Linked DNA regions of Sus scrofa: regions 1 and 3 are each linked to region 2. The links are chromatin contacts, called in public HiChIP or PLAC-seq maps. All regions are on one chromosome and are shown on one strand. The core of a region is the stretch at or near the end of the contact, and the rest is flanking DNA. Distances in the headings are between cores, read along the strand shown. Region 1 has its middle 40 kb from the start of ADAMTS8. Region 2 has its middle 52 kb from the start of SNX19. Region 3 has its middle 30 kb from the start of ADAMTS15.

Evidence for each region. HiChIP or PLAC-seq counts read pairs in DNA pulled down with a chosen protein or histone mark.
Region 1: an H3K27ac HiChIP or PLAC-seq map of skeletal muscle shows a contact between it and region 2. The contact joins two enhancer-like sites. A contact is called at or near these places in 1 of 47 Hi-C or Micro-C datasets (embryonic fibroblasts) and 1 of 2 datasets of contacts at active chromatin or transcription factors (skeletal muscle).
Region 3: a contact with region 2 is called in an H3K27ac HiChIP or PLAC-seq map of skeletal muscle. The contact joins two enhancer-like sites. A contact is called at or near these places in 1 of 47 Hi-C or Micro-C datasets (epiblast stem cells) and 1 of 2 datasets of contacts at active chromatin or transcription factors (skeletal muscle).

What each region holds. Positions count from the first base shown.
Region 1 is chr9:57,070,595-57,075,408 of Sscrofa11.1, forward strand. No RefSeq gene overlaps it. Among named protein-coding and RNA genes, the nearest start is that of ADAMTS8, 40 kb to the right of the region's middle. Within about 2 kb of position 2,862, at least 7 of the 83 cell types and tissues checked have an H3K27ac peak or open chromatin away from gene starts, as enhancers often do. A contact at or near this core is called in skeletal muscle, where this site is marked.
Region 2 is chr9:57,504,007-57,508,296 of Sscrofa11.1, forward strand. No RefSeq gene overlaps it. Among named protein-coding and RNA genes, the nearest start is that of SNX19, 52 kb to the right of the region's middle. Within about 2 kb of position 1,400, at least 1 of the 83 cell types and tissues checked has an H3K27ac peak or open chromatin away from gene starts, as enhancers often do. A contact at or near this core is called in skeletal muscle, where this site is marked.
Region 3 is chr9:57,154,618-57,159,479 of Sscrofa11.1, forward strand. No RefSeq gene overlaps it. Among named protein-coding and RNA genes, the nearest start is that of ADAMTS15, 30 kb to the left of the region's middle. Within about 2 kb of position 1,299, at least 20 of the 83 cell types and tissues checked have an H3K27ac peak or open chromatin away from gene starts, as enhancers often do. A contact at or near this core is called in skeletal muscle, where this site is marked.

The sequences.
Region 1 (4,814 bases), core at 1,612-4,111, 430 kb before region 2:
CTGACGTAGGCTGGTCACAGCTCCGATTAGACCCCTAGCTCCGATTAGACTCCTAGCCTGGGAGCCTCCATATGCCGCGGGAAGCAGCCCTAGAAAAGGCAAAAAAAAAGTTTGTGTTCTCAGGAATTCCCATTTTAATTGGAGAACGAAGGCATACATGGAAAACTGTAATGCAGAGTATGTCAAATACAGTAAGAAAGGTGCCAAATACTATGAGAATTCAGAAAAAGAGGAAATTTCAGGAAGACTCAATGAAGGATGAAGTGGTTAGATTGAATTTAGAAGATAAATAAAATTTGGATAGGCAGATATGGGGGAAGTATTCCACAGTCTCCGCAAAGACTTGAGCAGAGATCTGGGGGTGGGAATGTATGGACTATGTTTGGGAAACTATAAACTACTTAGAAAAAAAATTGGAAACTGTCAAAAATACTTGAACAGAAGACCAATCAGAACATAACGGGGAGTTCCTGTGGTTAACGCAGTGGTTAGCGCAGTGGTTAACGAATCCGACTAGGAACCATGAGGTTGCGGGTTCGGTCCCTGCCCTTGCTCAGTGGGTTAACGATCTGGCGTTGCCGTGAGCTGTGGTGTAGGTTGCAGACTCGGCTCGGATCCTGCGTTGCTGTGGCTCTGGCGTAGGCCAGTGGCTACAGCTCCAATTCGACCCCTAGCCTGGGAACCTCCATATGCCGCGGGAGCGGCCCAAAGACAAAAAAAAAAAAAAAAAGAACATAACGGCCACAGTTCAAGGGAGAGTTAGTGAGTGTTTAACTCGGGGGTGAGAGAGAGAAAGGGATGTGAGCACTGGCCCTGGAAAGGGTGACTGTGGGGATGGGAAGAAGGGGCGGAAGTGAGGGAGGCTGGAGCGAAGAATCCTCACATCTGCTTCTTTTCCTCAAGGTTGGGGGTCACTTCCCCAAACCTGACTGTCCCTCTACTTTTTTCTGTGAACAGTGTTGGTTTTAATACCCAATTATCTGTTCAGAGCAAGTCAGAGTTTGGACAAACAGCGATACTCTTTGACTGTGATCTTTATCTTGGAGGACATATGTGTTTTGCTTAAGTGTGACATGTTGCCCTAAAAGTCAATGAAGGAGGCAAAAAGATGTGTTGAGGCCTCATGTCCTCATGTCTCCTTCTCCTCCCACTGCTACTCCTTTGAGTTCAGATGTTCACTAACTGTCCCTTGAACTATGTGTTTTTGTTTTTGTTTTTTTGGTGGTTGTTGCTTTGTTTTGTTTTTTTGCCTGCACCCATGGCATATGGAAGTTCCCAGGCTAGGGATCGAACCCAAGCCATAGCACTGACAATGCCGGATCCTTGACCACTAGGCTACCAGGGAATTCCCTGTCACTTGAGCTATGGCAGTTGTCTCCTAGTTGGTCTCCCACTCATAAATCTTTTACCGTTTCCATTTTTTTTTTTCTGGATGATCTATAGTTTTCCAGCTATATAAAAATATATTTGAATGTATTTTCAATAATAATAATATCTCTGATGTTTAAGGTGATGTGAGCTAGTATGGGGATTATATCTCACCCACAAGAGTTTACAAACTAGTACGGAAAAGTTGTGTATGTAAATAATTAGATAAAACGAGGAGTTCCTGTCATGGATCAGTGGTTAATGAATTCAGCTAGGAACCATGAGGTTTTGGGTTCGATCCCTGGTCTCGTTCACTGGGTTAAGGATCCGGCGTTGCCGTGAGCTGTGGTGTAGGTTGCAGACGGGCTCAGATCTGGCGTTGCTGTGGCTGTGGCATAGGCCGGCAGCTATAGCTCTGAGTAGATCCCAAACCTGGGAACCTCCATATGCCATGGGTGTGGCCCTAAAAAGACAAAAAGACAAAAAAAAAAAAAAAAAAGAGAGAGAGATAAAACATGTGAAAAGTGCCGTGAGATTAGCACAAATTCAGAATAGGCAGCATTCAATCCTAGGAACCTGGGAAAGCATTGGGAAGGCGGTGGCCAATGAAAGAAAATATGGGCCTGTCTATAAATGTTCAAGGGTGGGGAACCTGAGAGGAATGGGAGCTAGTGGTTTGGAACTGAAGGTCCATGAGCAGTGGATTTTGTCAGGATATGCTGTCTACTAGTTGTATCTCCAAGAGCCTTCAAATTCTTTTTAGCCATTTCCCATACAACCAACCATGTTGACTTTTTTTTTTTTTTTTTTTTTGTCTTTTTGCCTTTTTTAGGGCCGCATCAGCACCATATGGAGGTTCCCAGGCTAGGGGTCTAATCCTATAGCCACCGGCCTGTGCCAGAGATGCAGCAATGCAGGATCCAAGCAGCATCTGTGACCTACACCACAGCTCACAGCAACGCCAGATCCTTAACCCACTGAAGGAGACCAGGGATCGAACCCGAACCTCATGGTTCCTAGTCAGATTCATTAACCACTGAGCCATGATGGGAACTCCCATGTTGACTTTTCGGTCTGCTTCCCCTCTGGTTAAAACTGGCTTCGTCTCTGCTGTAGGATATGCTTGGGGCGTGGACTCCCAGTGCAAGGATTTCTACAGGACTGGAATTTGACAATGGAGCTGATGCGAATGGGACAGGTGTGACCTCGATGTCCTTCATCTTGGCTTCCCTTACTCCAAACTGGTGTGATTTGTTCAAAATCCCACCTACTGCTTTTGCCAAGACCAGCTTTCCACACTCTGAGAATGGATTTCTCTCTGTGGTCTGTGAGGCCACTGTGCGGTTTCCCCTACTGGATTCCTTTTTGTGGTTGGAGGTCAAACCCTTTCTTGCCTGCTGCTTCCAGGAATTCGTGGTGTGTGTCTCAGCGTGCTACACGAGAGGGTTTTATTTTACCTCCCTTGAATGGAATGGCAGTCATCCAGCAGGCCTGGGTGCATGTAAAAATAGAGGGACATGTAAGCCTGCATTTCATATCCAGTACATAAGCCAGCCACCACTGGGTGCTGCACCATCATGTTTTGATGAAAGACTGCTGACAGCACCACAGACCATGCCGTGGGGCCCAGCAAACCACCTAATCCTGCTGCTTTATCCCTGGCATAGATGGGGCAGATTTCACTGCAGGGAACAATTTCTTTCCAGCCTCCAGCAGCTCTGAGTTTCTTTGGCTTTTCCTCCTTTAGCTGCCCATTACTGGTGACCCTCAGTCAGAGGCCAGGGTGACCACGGAAGACTAAAATGTTCAGTTAATCCCCCCATTTTTAAAAAGGTATAATTAGATCCACTCACCTGTGAATCTCTTTGATTGTGGAGCTAATGTCAAAAGGGCCCACTGAAAGTTCAGCATTTCCATATCTCTCACCCCTTTCTACAGTATACCACAGGAGAGTGTCACATCCTAGACTCAATAGGATTAAGTACGAATTCCAACCATTCCGTTGATTCTTTTCTTTTCTTTTCTTTTCTTTTTTTTTAAATGGCTCTACCCATGACACATGGAAGTTCCTGGACCAGGGATTGAATATAGACCACAGCTTTGGTCTCTGCAGCAGCTGCAGCAATGCTGGAACCTGAGGAGATCAAACCCACGCCTTCTGAGTGACCCAAGCTGCTGCAGTCAGATTCTTAACCCACTGTGCCACAGCGGGAGCGCCAAATTCCTACCATTCAGATTCTTTACGGTCTGGTCCTAAATTACCTTTCTCAGTCTGTAAACACTGCATCCTTACTTTAGCCTCTAGTTAAGAGTTTTGGTCCATTTTCTGTTTTCCTAGGCCGCTTATACCACTATGCCGTTATTGTAGTGGTCCCCTCCCCTGGAATAGTTCCCCTTCTCTCTGTCTGTTGAGAGCCTTTTTATCCACTAAGGCTGAGTTTCATTCCAGGGCCTCCACAACCACTCCCACCCACGGGTATCTTTCTCTCCATAGCATGCATTGTTTTTACTACATACTCGATGAGTCATTACGTTACTTAAGATAGATTCCTGGTTATCTTATATAATGATTAGACTTGATATTTTTCACATTGAAATTCTAGATTCTAGTCTCCTTTAGAATGGAAATCCTATGAGGTCAAGAGTCATGCATTATACTCCTTGTAACTCCTACAGTGCTAAGTGCTATGTATAAGAGGAGCCAGGAAGTGCGTATTGACTGAATGGATAATAATCCACTCTTGAAAAAGCAGAGCTTTGGCAGTATCTGTGAGTGAATCTAGTGACCTTTTGAGGACATTCTTGGCTAAGCAGTGAGAAATTGGAATATGAGGTAATAATTAAAGCTATTTTCAGGTCTAGAAGGGAGCTCAGAGACTGAAGTGCTCTGGAGCCATCTAGAATGTCAGCTTAAGTCAGCTTCCAGGTTGGTTTGCTTCCACCGTTTTAGGTTTCTTGGGATTCTATGCTATGGACTCAGAAGACCTGATTTTATAGTTGCCATTCCCTAATAGCCTTCATATTTTTATTCAATTAGTGCTTGATGGTTTGAATTAAGCTAGGAACAGTGGTTCTAACCTTTTTCTTGACGTTGTGGAGAATGCTTCTGGGATGTTTGTGTAAGATGTAAATGCTTTTTATGCAACATTTGGGTATTGAACAATGCCTTTGGAATTCCATAAGTACCTGAAATGTATAGTCAGCAATAGTGCAAAACTTTTTCTTTAAACGGTGTTTTTGACTTTTGTGAACCTCTAACCATAATTTTTAGATAAATCTGATTAATAAAATGGAGACTCAAACATGATAATATCTTAGCACAAAATGAGGAATACACAAAATTAGAAAAAAAACCATGATTTTCACATGTGTCTATAAAAGGGTTTTGAGGGTAATTCCAAAGAACTTTCAGAAATGTATTAAATTATAGAAGCATTACTGTAATA
Region 2 (4,290 bases), core at 150-2,649:
TACAGCCAGTCCTGGCCCCTCTGGAGCTGGCCATCTTATGGGGTCAGTCACACATGACCAAAATCTGAAAATGTGCAGTATCTGTAATACACTATAGTGTGATAAAATGTAACAACAGTCCACCAGCGTTAAGTACCATGAAGAGAAATGAAACAGCTTGAGGGCTGGGGAATGAGGAAAGCTGTTTTAGAAAGCGTGGTTGGGAAAGTCCTCTCTGTGAAGGTGGCATTTGGTGGGAGACCGTGGACGAGGGGGTGAGCCCTGGACATCCAGAGCAGACATGCCAGGCAGGGTCTGATCCCAGCGAGCTGGGTCTGGGAGGAAGGTCAGGAGGCCGCGGGTCAGGAAATGCGGCTGTGTCGCTGGATCCCCTCTCAGGGTTTGATGCCAAGTGTGATGGGACATCAGTGCTGTGAGCATGTTGCCAGGCAGTGGGGGCACTGAGAGACAAAATACAGTCTCTGCATGGAAGGGCCTAGAAGGCGCGCTCCTGCTAACGTGTGGCCATAAAGGCCAGTGGTGGGAGCTGTGTGTGGGATCTGTGCTGCCGTGCAGCTTCGTGGTGCTCCAGGGCCTGGAGGTGGTTGCTCTGACACCTCGCCCAGTAGAGGAACAGCTTCTGGACTGTAAAGAAAGGGAGAGCCGCAAAGAGGCACTTTCAGTGGAGAAGCTTGAGTGGGCAAGACCTATTTGGGAACTGGCCCAGCAGCCACAGCAGTGTCTCATAGTAGAGCCCAGGAAGTGCGTGAGCATCAGGCAGATGCAGGAGGAAAGGGCCCGCCCGGCCCTCCTCCCCAGGCTGCATGAGAAGGGGCTGCTCTTCAGCCCAGAAGAGCATCCTGACCAAGGGACCAGGCCCTCCTGCATGTCTGGCACATGGGAGGTTGGTGGTTCCCTGAGGCCTCGTCCTCTCCAAGAGCTGGAAGGGATGGTGGCCTCACAGGCCACCAGGCCCATGTGCCCTGTGGGTGAAGCCCTTGCCCAGGGGCCCAGCTAAGGAAGGACGGAGGTCAGCCTGGCCTTGGGTGCAGGTCTCTTGTCCTGTGCACGGCTGCGCTCTGCATGCTGACCAAGCCTTCCAGATACGCAAGGGCGTCCTGACCAGGGGTGGCCTTTCTGCAAACCAACATGATGGTCCAAGAGTGAGCCGGTTCCCGTCTTGGTCTAGGCTTCCCTGGGCTTCTCCCAGGTGGGAAAATTTGCAGGACCCCAGGGTACCAGGCGCAGCTCAGAGCCTGGGCCCTCAGGCCATCTGTCACTGAGAGCTGGGATAGGGGACACTCCTGGGACCGTCCCGCGTTCGAGCCGTGCCTGCCAGCAGCACGCTGGTGCCTGTCCGCTGCCACCGGCCATGAGATAATGTCTCTCCATTTCAGGACAGTGACATAGTCACATCAGACCTCGATGGCCAGTACGCACATTCCAGGCCTGAGACCAGGGTGGCAGTGGGGAAACCTGAGCTGTGGGGAGACATTCTCAGGCTCAAAAATCACAAACCCGAGAGGGAAAGGCATTTGATCAGAAAACGACACCATTCGGGTTATTTTAATGCCCTGGATTTGCGCTGCCCTTTAAGTGGAACCCCTTCTGTCACGGTACCACGGTGCCAAGTGGCCCGGGGGCAGATGACCTTCACTTGTTTTTAACCAAAGAACAAGGTCCCGCCTGGTTCGGGTGCTCCTCAAGCTGCTGATGGGCCTGTGTTTCCCGAGCCCCAATGCGTGCAGGCGGGTTGTGGGGCTCCGTGGCGCGACTTGCTCTGAGCACGGGGAGAGGTCTCTTCCCTTCCGCCCCCCTCCCCAGGGACAGCTCCTAAAGGTCCCCCCCTTTTTAGGCACTGTGCTGTTGAATGCCATCTGGGTACGTCCCCTGACACTTGAACGTGCAACTAAGGGGTAGGGGTGACTGTCAGCTGCTCAGAGAGGCAGTTCCCCAAACTGTTGGTCAGTTCTGATTGAGCACTATTTAGGGACCCACTGGGTCCTGAGCATTTTGCCGTGTGCCATGGAGAGTGCAAGCCCCCACACACCACAGGCTGGACTTGCAAAAAGTAGGTAAGAAAAGTGCAAAAGACAAGACAAGTACTCAGAGGGCTAGAAACAAATGGTCCAGGACCGACTGGTCTGGCACGGATGACAATGACATGAGGAAGGAAAAGAGAGACTGTTCCAGTGGACAGTCCACCTAAGGCAAGGCCTGGAGGTGGTGACGAGCATCCCCATATCAACGAGGCACCTAAGGCTTCTTATGGCTGAAGATTGAAGTAGAAGGGCTTTTTCCGAGGAGGGTGGGAGCACCTGCCCTTAGGCTGGCAGTGATGCTGGGTCAAAGTGTGTGGTTTATACATTTTTAAAGCTTTAGAGCAATGAAAAGCAGCTTGAATTAATGGCGAAAGGACCAACTGGAGTTCCAGGGGATGTGCACTCTGGGATGAGTTTTCACTGAAACATGGATGGCCGCCGTATGTCCAGTCTGCATGTGGAGGAGGATGCCGCGGGGGGCAGCAGAAACGTCCCTGAGCTGGAGGGTGGAAGGCCTGGTCTTGGGCTCCCCAGTGACAATGACAAACATTTATTAGGAACTGTGTGCTGCAGCTTATTCAAAGGGTCCTAAATATAGTAACTCAGCCCCTCCCCCATTCTGAGGACAGTACCATTATTATTCCCACTTAATGAATGAGAACTCATGCACAGAGATTTTAAGTCACTTATGGAAGGACACGGAGCTAATCAGTGGTGAAGTTGGGATTCACACCTGGTTGTCTGTTGTCCGACCTTCCTCGTTCCCTCCTTCCTTCCTTCCTTCTCTTTTTCTGTCTCTTTATGGCCGTACCCACAGCCTGTGGAAGTTCTCAGGCTGGGTCACATTGGAGCGGTAGCCACAGCAACACGGGATCTGAACTGCATCTGTGACCTACATCACAGCTCACGGCAGCACTGGATCCTTAACCCACTGAGTGAGGCCAGGGATGGAACCCGCGTCCTCACGGATACTAGTCAGGTTTGTTACCGGTGAGCCAGAACGGTAACTCTTAATCCCTGTGCTGTTGCCTCTTGAAACAAACGAGGCGAGGGATCACAAGCAGAAGACAGACTCTCCATATTTGTTTCTTTTTCAGTAAAATGAGGACACTAATAACTTCCCAAATTACCTTTAAAAGTGATTATAAGGATCTAAATAAAATATTGGATATGAAATACTTGGAGTTTATAAGCTCCTATACATGGGTAAAGTATTACATTCCTCAGAGGAATGATGAAAAGATTAAGTGGGAGAGCTGATGGAAAAGACTGTAGGGAATGAAAAACCCAAGTGTGGGCCCTGATTATCAACGCTGAAGGCTCACTGGGTTTGAGGAGGTCCTGGGATGCCATGGAAACCTGGGGGCGTGGCTTATTCCTCAAAGCTGCATGGCATCCTTAACCAATGCGGTTTCAGCAGGCTTAACCAGGGAAGGGAGGAGAGGGGCTTTTTATTCTAGGAGCCCAGAGAAAGTCAAGAGATCCCTCTCAGAGGATCTCAAAGCTACTTCCTTTCCTCCCTCACTTTCAGTCATTCCTTCTTTCCTCAAATTGAGGCCCCAAGACACAGAAGAAGATCTCTACTGAGAGAAAAGTCAAGATGAAATCTAATCATGCATTCGTGTTGATGCTAGGCATTCAGAGAGCCTAGAAACTGGCCAGGAATGGGGAGACACAGTCTTTGCTCTCTGATGTGACAGAACTGAAAGGGTCTCATCCAATATCGGCCCATCCTCTCTGTATGAGAAGAAGGAAAGAAAAGTTCGGGGGCCTGAAGAGGTTTGTTGAAGATCATTGTGCCTCCGTGTATGTGTTCCTACCCATTTCATGAATCCCCTTTCTGGGTGGATTTGGGGGTTACTGGGAGTTTAAGATCCATGTAAGCGCCCTGTGACGACAATGCAAAGAATGTCAGCTGAGTATTTAAAGGTTCTCTTGGAAATGTCCTTTCTCTGCCTGTGTACACCCAGAGAGGTAAATAGGCACCATCTGTATGCACCTGCCTTCCTATGTTAAGGAGTTCTTCCTGGCGAGCCTAAAATCAGCACCCACTTATGGAGCTGCTGCTCCTGGGAGCCAAAGCAGCCAAGTACAGCCTGATGGAGCTGACTCTCTGCTCCCCTCTGTCCCATCTTCCCTTTCCATGCGCGTGTGGCCGAATCTCCCCCACTGAGCATGAGATGGTTCAAATCCTCTGGTGTGATTGCTCCCTCCTGCTTTAGCTCAGCATCATTAACAACAAGAAAGGTAAACAAAAACACTTTCACCA
Region 3 (4,862 bases), core at 49-2,548, 350 kb before region 2:
CTGTAGTTTGTTTTTATTTTTTATTTATTTATTTTTTAAATTATAGTTGGAGTTCCTGTCGTGGTTCAGCAATTAATGAACCTGACTAGTATCCACAAGGATGAAGGTTCGATCCCTGGACTCACTCAGTGGGTTAAGGATCCGGTGTTGCCATGAGCTGTGGTGTAGGTCGCAGAAGGGGCTTGGATCCTGAGTTGCTGTAGGCCAACAGCTACAGCTCTGATTTGACCCCTACCCTGGGAACCTCTACATACCATGAGTGTGGCCCTAAAAAGAAAAAAAAAATCATAGTTGATTTACAATGTTCTGTCAATTTCTGCTGTACAGCAAAGTGACCTGGTCATACACACACACACACACACACACACACACACACACACATGTATACTTTTTCTTACATTATCCTCCATCAAGTTCTATCAGAAGTGATTGGATATAGTTCCCTATGCTATAGAGCAGGACCTCATTGCTTATCCATTCTAAATGTAATACCTTAGGAGTTCCCGTTGTGGCTCAGAGGTCATGAACCCGACTAGTATCCACTGGCCTTGGTCAGTGGTTTAAGGATCCAGTGTTGTCATGAGCTGCGACGTAGGTTGCAGATACAACTTGGATCTGGTGTTGCTGTGGCTGTGGTGTAGGCTGGAACCTGTAGTTCCAATTGAACCCCTAGCCTGGGAACCTCCATATGCCACAGGTGTGCCCCCCCACCCCCCCCCAAAAGTAATAGTTTGCATTTACTAACTCCAAACTCCCACTCCATCTCATTAGTTAAGGAAACTTCAAGGGATCGGAAAGGAGCTAGGTATCAGGAACCAGCATCAAATATTAAAGCAAAAGATGCTCCCAGTATCCCTATCATTCAAGAAATTACAAGAGTTCTGAGTCAGGAAGCAGGGGACAGAGACCAGTATATATTTCTTACTGTGTTGCAGCAAGTAAAAGATGATGAGAAGCCTGGGTTCTACCCTGCAGCCAGGTTGGGGGTTCAGGAGAGCCCCAGGTAAGCAAACAGGGGCAGCAACTTACACCAAAATGTCTAAAGCAGACAAACCTGCCTGCATTTTTAAACTTTTTGGAGAGGGACAGTGCAGTTTCCTGACCTCGCTGGCCTTTGAAGAGGGGCAGGAACAATTTGCTTTGTAATCCGTTCTCTGAAGAGGAATGTCTTCTTGCTCCAGTAAAGAAAAAGCCTCTGTAATTGCATAAAGGTCTTGACTCCCTGGGCCACAACTCCCCCTGCCCAGCAAGCCCTGGCTGGTCCCCAGCAGGCTGAGCTGGCATAGCCAACGGCCGCGTGTATGACCCCAGAGTCTTTCTGTGGCCCCTTGGCTTGCACCCAGCCCTGCTGGGTGAGTCAGGCCTGAAGCCTGCAATCCTAGCAACAAATCCCAGAAGAACCCAGCGTCTCCTTTCAAGCTCCTGGCTGCCACAATCACACACCAGCCCACACAGCCAGGAACGGGGTGCAGTGGCCTCTTCACTGTACCATCCTGGGGTCCTGGGGGAGGAGATCCCTCCCCAGCCCCATTGTGGGGACCTGGGGTGGGGAGACCCCTTGTTGCTCCTGGAAGGGGACCCTCCCTGCCCCCATCGTGGGGGCCCCTCTGGAGGAGACCCCCTGAGCTGCTCCTGGCTGCCTATCCAGCATGGCCCTGCCACTCTGCTCAGTGGAGGTTTCTCCTTCTGTGACTTATGGTCAATAATGTAAATCACACTCCAAGCACTGGCTGGAGTGTTGTCCAGGGAGATAACAGTTCCTGGCTTCCAGAGGCATTCCAGGGCAGAGGCAGAACTATTTGTTTTTGAAGGAGAGCAACCCTGGCAGAAAAGGCAAGATAGATGGAGAGGATGGGAGAAGAGAGTCTCAGGAAAAGTGGGATTTGGGAAAATGGTGAAAATAATGTCATACTGGCAAAGGCTTGGAGGTTGATGAGGTTTCAACTGCACCCCTTGAGCTGTGACAAAAAGTCCCCTTCTCCTCTCCCCTCTCCCCTGTCCCCAGCCAGGACCCAGTCCTAGGCAGAATATGCAGGGGTTTAGGCCACCTCTCTCTGGAGCTTCTGACCCCAAGGGCTGGGATTTAGTTCAACAAGGAGGACCCTCCATCTTCCCCAGAGGTCATCCAGCAGAGACCCCGGATGTGGTGGGGGTGGGAGTGGTGAGGGCTTTGAGGAAAGAGGCCTTGAGAGGCCTAATGAGATGTATTTGCGGGGGGTGGGGTGGGCATGACCTCTTTAGGGACCCTCCTGGGCCTGGGTCTGCAGAGTGAGTGGATGTGGCCCAGAGAGCAGGTGCACACACACCTCGTGCGGGACTCAGGGCCAGTCAACCTTCAAGGAGTGTTTCCAAGATGGAAGCTTCCTGGGAACCCATCAGAGCAAGAAGGATGATGGAGCTGGTCTTCTTTGGAGCTGTGAGGACCCTGATCCCTGCAGGCACCGTTTAACCTACAAACACCATCCCACTTGGTCTTCACGGCCGCCCTCCGAAGGCTGATCAATCCAGTCTTCCAGATGCTGAAAGCGGGCTTTCAGAATGTGGAGTGACTTGTCAATTACCCTGGTGAGTGGCAGAGCCAGGATTCAAGCCCAAGTTTGCTCCCTTCCAGAATGAGGCTCTGCTCGGCTCTGCTGTGCTTTAGGAGGCCTGGTTAGCCTCTAGGTAAGGCAGGGAGACAATGGCCTGTTCCTTTCTTCTGCCTGACAGGTTTCCTGAAATGACTGAGAGTATGTTCCTGAGGCAATGTTTGGTAGCTTCTAAAGGACTTCTGAACACAAATGTGCCCCGATTCCTATAAGGCAGACCCGGGAAATAGTGCAAAGATTTCAATAAACTGAGTTGCACTAATTTTTTGGTGTTCCAGTGCATAGAAAAATTTTGTTACACTATTCTGTAGTCTATTAAGTGTGTAATAGTATTACATTGAAGAAACACACATACCTTAATTAAAAAAATCATTTATTGCTAAAAATGCTTACCATTATGTGAGCCTTCAGCAACACATAATCTTTTTGGAATAGTAATATCAAAGATCACTGATCACAGATCGCCATGCCAGATACTATAATAAAAATGATAAAAGTTTGAAATGTTATGAGAATGATCAAAATGTGATAGAGAGACGGGAAGTGAGCAAATGCTATTGGAAAGGTGGTGCCAGGAGTGCTTAATGCAGAATTACCACAAATCTTCAAATTACAAAAATGCAGTATCTGTGAAGCATAAGAAAGCAAAGTGCAATGAAAAGAGGTCTGCCTGAAACCTCTCCTAGCAGAAAACCTATGCACTTGACTGCTTTCTTGGTATGTTTTCCACGGGAGCTTCTGAGGTCGTAAGGGCTGGCACCTTGTCACCCCAGGAACCTGGAGTTCAGAGATGCCCCAGAAACCTCAGAGAAGTTTGAGCTACTTTGAGGCAAAAGAGCAGAAAAGAACAATGAGTCATTAGACGTAAACAGTTGCCTTTGGAGTGGATGAGCAATGAGATCCTTCTGTATGGCACAGGGAACTCTATCTAGTTACCTGTGATGGAACGTGATGGAGGATAATGTGAGAAAAAGAAGGTATAGATACATATGAATGACTGGGTCACTTTGCTGTACAGCAGAAATTGACAGAACAATGTAAATCAACTATAACAGAAAAAACAAAACCCTAAAAAACCAAAAAAGAATGATGAGCCATGAGTAAAACTGACAAGGGCATCCAGCAACCCCCATGACTCTATTTTCCCTGGAAACCTCCAGAAGTTGTTTTTTTTCCTGTTTATTTCCTTAAATTAAATATTTAAGACCTACATCAAGAGCAAAGAATAATAAAATAGAGCCCAGGTGCAAATCACCCAGGGTAAGAAATAAAACATCACTGGTGGTAGAGTCGAGGCACCCTGTGAATGCCCCTCTTTGTGCCGGGTGGATACACGTGACCTTGAATTTGGTGTTAAGCATCCCCAGCCATTCCTTTATTCTCTTGCTACACTTGTCTGTATCCCCAAGCAATGCCTCGTTTGCTTTTCAACTGGTACATGCAGGGCAGAACCTCTTAGGTAAATGCAAGTCCTTTGGCCTCTTACCTCCTTCACTGAACCTTCTGCCTGCAGGAGTCTTTCACGTGGGTACATGTAGTTCGTGTTCACTTATTTTTCAGTCTGGTGTATTACTTCTTTACTTAGGTATGCATGATGGACATTTAGGTTGTTTCCAGATTTTTGCTAATACAAACAACGACTCCTGTATGTGTTTTCCAGAACATGTATTATATGACCCATTTTAGGGGTGGAATTTCTGGGCCAGGGAGTATGCACATCTTCAACTTCATCATGAGCTCTTTTCAAATCGTTCTCCAGTGTAGTCTGACCAGGCCCAGAGTTTGCCCAATTTGTCTTTCTCTTTTAGGGGCTGCCTTTTCCACCAACTGGGGTTGCCTCCTGATCCACTTACCTCTGGGTAGGATTCACCTATCTCAGATTTCTCTCTCTCTCTCACTCCCAGAATTCCAGCAGGAGCTAGGTGGCACACTCAACGTAGGATAATTTGAGGAGAGAGTTAAATAAAAAGCAGGTTATGGGGGTGTGGCAGGGATAAACCCCAAGGGCTTGTGCAGCATCCTGGGTGCTAAGGGTTGGCTTAGTTTCCACACTCCCTGGAAGGTGAGAGGAGAAAAGTTACAGGGGCAGAATAAGAGCAGTCTATGTAGATAGGGTGGCCAGACAGGTGCTGAGATTTTTAAGTGGGGAACACAGCTTTAACTGCAAAAAGAGGAAATAAGGAGTTTCCATTGTGGCTGATGCAGCCCTAAAAAGCAATAAAATAAAATAAAGTATTTCCCATTGTGGCTCAGCAGTAATGAACCCAACTAGTA